Linked DNA regions of Anser cygnoides: region 1 is linked to region 2. Evidence: chromatin contacts called from public Hi-C data. All regions are on one chromosome and are shown on one strand. The core of a region is the stretch at or near the end of the contact, and the rest is flanking DNA. Distances in the headings are between cores, read along the strand shown.

What was found. A called contact is a pair of places that touch in the nucleus more often than the background predicts.
Region 1: a contact with region 2 is called in a Hi-C map of liver, with 5 times the contacts expected there. The contact joins two enhancer-like sites. A contact is called at or near these places in 2 of 7 Hi-C or Micro-C datasets (both in liver).

Annotation. Positions count from the first base shown.
Region 1 is chr23:6,773,465-6,777,549 of Taihu_goose_T2T_genome, reverse strand. All of the region lies in intron 3 of PLCH2 (phospholipase C eta 2), which reads right to left. Among named protein-coding and RNA genes, the nearest start is that of PLCH2, 8.2 kb to the right of the region's middle. Within about 2 kb of position 1,864, at least 2 of the 3 cell types and tissues checked have open chromatin away from gene starts, as enhancers often do. A contact at or near this core is called in liver, where this site is marked.
Region 2 is chr23:6,505,440-6,509,879 of Taihu_goose_T2T_genome, reverse strand. The region is part of intron 7 of SKI (SKI proto-oncogene); the gene reads right to left. Among named protein-coding and RNA genes, the nearest start is that of FAAP20, 36 kb to the right of the region's middle. Within about 2 kb of position 1,554, at least 2 of the 3 cell types and tissues checked have open chromatin away from gene starts, as enhancers often do. A contact at or near this core is called in liver, where this site is marked.

The DNA of each region.
Region 1 (4,085 bases), core at 615-3,114, 270 kb before region 2:
GGCAGGAAGTGACTCCTGCTGGGACGACTAAGCTTTTGCTGCACTTGGGAATTAGTGAGTCACATTAAAAGAAGAGAAACAGATTATGGGCTCTGATGCCATTTGTATTCAAGAGATTTATAATACTGATAATCTTAATCCTCCTAATTATGTTAGCAGTCCTGGCCACTTTCCAGAAGCCCTACAAAAAATACTGTAAAACTTCATCTAAAAAGAAAGGAGTTTCTTTAAAGAACAGCGCATGTGACCTTTAATCAAACTCCTTTAGCTCTGTACACAAGTTTATTGCCGTAGTGATCCACCTTGTAGATATTATGGAGCAACTCATGCTGGAGGAGGTAAAAAGGAGGTAGTGATACATGTTTTCCTTTTGCAAGTCTGTGTGACTGTTCAGCTTTCTCCTGAGGGTGCTTAGTAGGACTGGATACAAACCCTAAGCAGCAGAAGGGCGGTGAGAGAGGAGGACAGGAAATAATAAAATGAATACATTTTGTTAACTAGAGAAGCAAAAAGTAACAATTTATGGTAACTACTGCTAGTGAAATTATGATATCAAACTGACTGAAAGCAAAGGTGATTCCATCCATCTTTCAGTACATATATTAAATGTACTTATAAAATACTGATAAAATATTGTTCTGTGTGCGTTCTCCTAATGCCATCGTCTATAAAGACGATCTTTCAGACATTTACAGAAGTTCAGTAAGTCTTCATCTTGGATGTAAGGCTGGGCAAAGGGTTCCATCAGATTTGCACAGTTAACAACATTTTCATTCATCAAAGTAAGGAACCCAAACAGAATCAAAAGCATGGGCTCTTTTCAAGCAGGTCTTTCTTTGCACCACCCTACTATAAGACAGAAATTGAGCTGGTGAAAGTGACTGCTAGATTTGTATGCTGCAAACAAGAAAAACATGCTCACACTTGGCAGCTCAAAGGGAAGGCCTCCCCCCCCCCCCAAACATCCAAATTTCTTTCTTTCATTAAAGAATTTCACTCCCCATTAGCAGGAAGGGGCCTAGGAACCACTGGATCCATTTCCACTTTGAGAACTACAGGGCAGTGACACACACAAACACTGACTAATGAACTTGCCACAATGTAATATGCCTTTAGGTCCTAATCAAATACATGTCAAAGGGCAGCTCTGCTTTGCTCACAACCTTTTCCTGGACTTTAGTACTGTGTTAGTCAATAAATAACATACATCAGTCACCTCTTGTCTCACTCAGTATCTCTCTGAATTCATAGAATAGGAAGAAAGAAAGGGGGTAGGATCCTGTACGCTGCAGAAGACACAAAACTATTGAGTGATTTAACTAAGGATGCCCCCAAACCAGTCACAGACCACAATCTCATCCAAAGCCAACAGCACCCAGTCCACTAAGCGATTTCCAAGTGGGCATTACAACAACTGGCAAACCCCATCTCTACCAAAGACTCACTCCAAAGCCAGAGGAGCTTACACAAGCCTTTCTGGCCATTTCAGCCACCCGACAACCTGGTTTATGCTTTCTGTTCAGTATCTGGCACAGCTCCACTCTTAGCCAGCTACCCTTATAGAGTCCAGTGTAGTCACATCCCTGACACACCAAATCAAGTAGAAGAAAATATTTCATTCAGTTCTTGCACCAATCCCACTAAACAATACCAGCATTTAACACGTTTCCAGAGTCAGAGTCTGTGTTTTTCACTCTCCACCTCTGCAGGCTCTAGGGCTTCATCTTCGAGGTACCTCAGTTACATGCTCCACTGTAGCCTTCCACTGGTTGGTCAGACTCCATTCCTTGCTATATTTTTTTTTTTTTTAATAAGTTACATTCCTTCAGTTAAAGGCAGAGAAAACATCTAGAAAATATGTTCTAGCATCTACACACACTGTCTTCCTACACTTGATTTTGCTACTGCGGGAGGACACTAGGAAATTCTGGAAGAACAAGCTTGTAGAGCGTGTGTGGTATGGGGTGGGGGCTGAAGGAGAGGAGGGGGGCAGGAGCTTCTTTTAAGTGATTTTATAGTAACTAGTCCTGCAAGGAGGGCACATCCTCTTAACTTCAGATTCAACACAAAAAGTGGTACTGCAAGTTTCTGTGCAAGGGCCCTTGGCAAACGCCACCTGGAAGAGATGGGAACTGCACGGTTTCTGCACTCTCCCAGGATCATTAACATGTAAAGCTCCTTCACCTTCCCACCTGATTTCCCTCTTAATTTCTGAGGCAGTCCAGAGCTCCATGACAGCTATGAAGATGTCAGAAGATTCTCCAGGAGCTGTTTTTTTATTAAATGGAAACAGGTGAGGCTGTGACAAACAAAAGAATGCAGGGCCAGCTCAGAAGCAGGCATACAAAAATCAATCTCTCAAGTGAAAACTTCAACATTCTGGCTCAATTTCTATCTGGAAAAAAATAAAAGAATCAAGCATGGACTTCAGCTACGACTGCTCTTCCGTGAGCCATTACGCCTCCTGCAGCACAACAGAAACCAAGAACCTAAAAACCATCGCGAAGCATTAGCCCTGCTTGTTTGGATGTCTGCGCTCAAAATAACGCCTGCGAACGCTCATGCAGGCTGCCCGATAGCGGTGTACAGACATCCGACAGAAAAGGAAGTCAGAACTTTGTCTAAGCATGCGTAAAGATTTGTCACAGCCTGCCGTTTTCCATGTAGCTATCCAATGCCTTCACTACACTTGCATGTGCTGAAGGCAAGTGCTCCACCCCAACAGAACAGACGGATTACACGATGCATAAAAGGGTTGGAAATTCCCTACAGATTTAAGGTCTGGGTTCTAAGCAGTGACGTGGACTTCGCATCAGATGATCCTACACTTTATAAAAAGGGTTCTCCACTTCCCCACATAGCTATTTATTAGGTCTACCTTGACTATAGAAAGAACTGTTCCCACCTATAACGCACTATAACAAGCTTCCAGACTTCAATCATTTCCTTTAGAAACAGGAACAATGGATGAAATTAGAATTTAGGCTATTTTTTGTATTGTTAGATGGCTTGATAAAAATAAGGATGCTTGGAAAAAGTAGGTTAGTGCTATTCCAATAAACCTCTTTGAATCATTACAAGTAAAACAGACATTTTTATTTCCATCAGAGAAGCAGTAATAAATGCCTTGGATGGAAATCATCTAGCCACATCCAATCAACTGTAAAAAAAGAAAAAAAAAGATCCATCTTTGATTCAATTTTGCATATCCCAGAAAGTTTCTTTCCTTTAAGGTAATTTGTGTATTCATATGTTAATTACTGCCATAATTTTCTATGTAAAATTGCCACTGCCTTCCAGCTACAGCAATGCGGGCCCTTTCTTTTCAAGAAAGTTTCATTTGTTGCTGAAATACTTCTAGCTTCACACACCTACATACATATTTCTTCATTCTTTATAAACAGTCCCCCCCATATAGTTGCATACATCTCCCCCAACCACACACATGAAGCTGAGGATAAAAATGCATGACTTTGAAACTACAAAGAAAAAAAAGGAAAAACCCCAAAACCACGGTCTTGGACAGCTTACAGAACAAAGCTGATAAAGGAAATGAAGGCAGACAGAGTCTAAAAAAAAAAATTCAAATTTTTGTATTCCATTCCACCAGCTTCTCTTCCTATAATACTTTGATCTAATAATTTTCCATGTGAAACTAATTCACAAAAAGTTTTGTTCACTATCAAGTAGTAGAACTTGGAGAACCAGCATTATTATATCCACCAGTACAAACCACCATACCATGTATTAAAATTTTTCCTCTACATTCCAGCTGCACTGTCACATAGTGCAAGATAACAGAGAATCAGACCCTGGAACACAACTTCTCTGAATTACGAAATCTGATTTAAATTACTTTCTTCATTGGGCAAAGGAGTGCTGTTCAACTCGGATCACAATTTTAAAACACATGAAAATACATTAAAAAGCTGTTACCAAGACCAGGTGACAACCCAAAGGTTGTTGCGTTGTCTGCCTCTTAGAACTCAGCTGTTCTGAGCTTGTAACTACAACCAAGCAGAAAACTTGCCCTGTGCTGTCCACTAATGCACCACATGCCCTGCTGCACGTTACTGCACTTCTCT
Region 2 (4,440 bases), core at 305-2,804:
ACATAATAATAGAAAGAAAACGACTATCACCATCCCCTTTCTGCAATCGGATCTGCATGGGCAGCTCTTTCGATCTGCGCAGCTCCCCCAGTGAAACTGATCGGGGCTGCAGGCACAGGTCAGGTGCCAGATTTCGGACTGCAGGATGCGGTCACACAAATAGCCTCGCGCAGCTCCCATTTAACCGAGGCTACTTTGGCCTCTTCAAGCTCAGTAAGTGCACGTGAGTGCAGTCGCTTTCTTCTCCTGCGTTAGGTGTCACAGAACAGCGTAACTGTGCTGAAAACCAGAAGGCAAGTTTTTACTGAATGGTCACAGCTCACTAAGAGCAGCATTACAGAAATATTTTAGACCCTTGTCTTCGCTGACAGAGCTGGGAAGCTTCACCGCCCCTGTTTTCTGTTTAATGGCAATAAAGGCAACATCTTACAAAAGGAGAAAATCCAAAGACAGAAAACAGGTGTTATTATTTCTGATTTTATCAGTGCCATTGGCACATATCGCTTTTTTTTCCCAGATATGATTCACAAATTCTGCAGATCCCTCCCCAGATGTGTCCAACTTGAGCTCCTGGCTGATTCCACCTGGGCACGAAGAGTCAGAGCCATGACCATGTAGTGAGTGAAGGGAGCTTCACGAAAACACAGGTTATGACAGTGGAAAGATAGGAAATGTTTCTTCTTCCAACCCCAGCAGATGTTGTCCAATTAAGGATGCAAATAAATCACCCTCTGCATTGCGAGTCAGAAAACACATCCATAAAAGCTCTCTAAATACATTTCAGTTTAAACTTGCATAATTCTCCCAGTGGAGAAATCATCTTAAACTTATGTAATCCTTAGAAAGAGACATTATTACAGACAATTCAGTGCCACAAAGAAACAAGGAAGACATCTCTAGAAAAGAGGTGCACCCACACACAATTAATTATATAGGTGTAGGGGGGAAGCGCTGGGAGAGCGACGCAGAGCCCCGAGCCTGCAGTTTCCACAGAGACCGATCTGTAACCGAGCTCAAGGGGCTGCTCCCCTTCCAGCAGCCAGAACTGTCTGTTATACTTAACCCAGACTTCCTAACACTTGATATCCTGTCTGCTCTTTCAATGCCCTTACTCAACATTTCAGACAGACATTACACAAACTGGCTGGTGAAAAGGGTTGAGAAACCAACAAGCAATCCAAGTCAATGACCGTATTCTCTAAAACGATGCCATTGACGGAACAGAGGGCGACGAACAAAGCGCAGGGGTGCAGGTCTTCTGCACGTATCGCTGAAATCTTCCCCAGGAAAACCAAGCCAAGCGCTAGGCTCTACCTGGTGATTTTGTTTTGTGGCGCTGCTGCTGCGTAAAACCTCAGCAACTCTTGTGCTTCCAGTCCAAATGACTGTCGCACCAAAACAGAAGCGGTTTCAATTAAAAAATAAATAAATGTCACATTTTCTACAAAGCCTGTGCAAAGGTAACTGTACATCAATCAATGAACAACAAAGCCAGAACCCGGGCTATCGATTCGCTTCTTTGCTGCTTATCTCCGGCATACAGAGCGAGGCTGCAATTTCTACCTATGCACAACCTCTGGCCTCGTGGAGGTCTCTCCTGACTTTCAGTATAACTGAGCAACTAAAAGACTACTTCACAGAAGTAAGGGTGGCAGGACGCCTGCATTTAACAGAAAATGCCATTATGCTGCTTAACAGGTTGTTTTAATACGCACCCAGCCTGGAGAAACCCAAACAAAAGTGACAGCGACCAAGCCAGAGATGGAGGCAGCGATAAGAGACCTATGCGGGGGAATTCCCATTGGCTTCTCCCAGAGCCCTGGCCATGAAACGCTGGCAGGATCAGGGCTTGAATTTGTATCTGTTTTCGTTACCTCATCCAAGCAAAGGTCAGAGCAGCACAATTAGCCGGGCGCACAGCGGCTGGTAGCTGCCTGCCAGCAGGTTTGCCCAACGTGGGCACACGAGGCATGTTCAAAGCGCTGCACCTGATGCAATTCCGAGGCCAAGTTTATGGCCCTTCAGTTTGCACTGGGGAAAAGCAAGGCTGGCCCTTGTCCCAGCTTCAGAGATCTCCCGGTCAGGAGAAAAAAATAAGCGAAAATGCTGAAACAGAGAGATGGACAAATCTCATAAAAGAACAAAAAACCCACCCTGTTAGAGATCTATGGCAAAATGAAAGCCCAACGGTGCATGGAGCAACCAGCAGGCAAAAGCCCCCCTGTCCAGGGGCAGCTCCAGCTGCAGGAACCCGTGCCCTGTTCAGTAAGATCTGCCCCGATCGGAGCACCCCCAAACACCTACGGGACCAAAACCTAGTTATCGAGCAAAACAAAAACACTGCAGTGCCAAAACAGGCTTAGTCCCCGGCTTTGGCACAGTCCTGTAAATGTGGGGGCATGGCCACAAGCTCACTGAAGCCACTCCGCGTTAACCCCGGCGTGTGTCGGTTCAGGATCTGCCCCTCTTCCCCCCGGCTGCAAGCACCGCCAGCACGCACAGGAGGAAGTCTGATACAGAGACAAGTTTTCTGTGGTTTGTGGGTGAACTGGTTCCAATTAGTACGCCTGCTGATTGCCTGAGTGAGAACTGCCGAACGAGTCCCAAGCCCCAAACCTTCAAATTAACCTCGTATGCTCCAGAAAACATCTGAACAGGTGATTTTAGGAACAGTCTGAGGCTGAATCTGCAGTGGCGATGAAGACAAGAACATACCTGCCTACCCAAGGTGTACATGAAGATAATAATGGACTGAATTCTTTCCACCCCCAGAGTGACAAGCACTGACTATAGTAGAAACTGAGTGGAACAGCACAAAAAATAAAAACAGGGATACATATTTATTAATCTGTACTTCCAAAATTCAGAAAACAGATGCAAATTAGTGGTTCACAGAATGTATTATTAACGTTATAATTGATAAGTTTAAAATAAAGGCATGTTATATTACTACACGTTAAAGTAATGCTTCCTTTATGTGAAAATCAATTTGATTTAAGTGCTCTATGGCCACTCAGATGAAACAGATCAGCTTAGCAACTGATAGTACCCTATCGATAGATTTCCTGCAGCCCAGTTGGAGTTACTTCTGTCCATGCTTTAATTTCTTTCCAAGAACCCCATCAGATTTAGTGCAACTCTTCCATGAGAGCTCCCTCTCAGTAAGAATTACAGCATGAAGTTCAGGAGCTCAGTTTGCCTTTAAAAAAAAAAAAGAGAGTGTAATGAGGCTTTTTGGGTCTAACACTTTGCATGGAGATGCAACTCGGTGGCAAAGCAGTTGGGCCGGCTAAGCCAGCAGCGTGAGTTCCAGTCCTTCGTTATCACCGGCAGCAGGGAGCCAGCCCACTCCTTGCTGTACACGGTGCCACTGAAACCCTGAACTTCGGCACAATATCCAAGCTAGGAGACAAAAATGACATGAGTTTTCAGTAAGAATGGACAATGGACCTTGTCGGGTCCCCGAATCGTGCTCGGCTCAGCCCCCTCGATGCAGCCGCGGCGCTCGCGCCGTCCCAGCGGCGCTGCTAGCAAGGTGCAGATAAGGTACCGGCGGCTGCCAGGAGTTTCACCGCTGCGTTGTCTAGACATGCTCTGAGCAGCCTCACGCAGACGCCGCCAGATGCTTTTACAACGCCGACGTGAACACTCATCCCAGCAAAGGAAAACACACCCTCGCCGGGCAGCCCGACAACCGTGCCTGCTGCTGGCAGCCAGGCCAGGTGCTGCAGGCTCCCCGACCGACACGCCGTGTTTACACCACCTTCAAAGCGTGCTGCTCTTTGGGGCAGAACACACGGCCGAGCCCCAAACCACCGAGATGGAGAGGCAAGGGAGGTGGCCCAGACAACAAGGGCAGGGGCACATGCTTTAATATTTTGGGCAGTGATCGTCTAAGGAAGAGATTTCGTGTAATTCCTTCCCTAGCTCACGAGGGCTGAGTTCAGGAAGTTGAGAACTATTCTGGGGCAACAGAGAGCCACAGGTGACTCAACATCATTAGCTCATTATTTGCAGCATACTCTTTGTCTCGCACACATGCACGTACCTGCTTCTTTGCTCTCGACCTACAACATCTGTAAAACTGTTTGCACTCCTGGCAAAAAAATGCTGATGTCTGCTTAAACACTGACATCTCCTCAGGTACACGGGATTTCGCTTAAGCTTGGCATCGTTTTTCAGGTCCTATTTCTAAGGTGTAAAGTGTGAACTTAGGGTACTCCTTCAAGGCTTCAATATTTTGGTTTTAGGGACTTGAACATTTTTATTGGGTATTTTCTAATGGAATTCTTAAGCAGCAGCAAGCAAGAGAGCAAATGACTTCTGTGCTCCATGGGAAAACACCTGAACCCACAGTTCTCAAAGTTTTTCAAGAGCATTCATCAAGGCAGTTGGTACAGAAAAGAATAAATCCAGCCAGCGGTCTGAACACCAACGCCT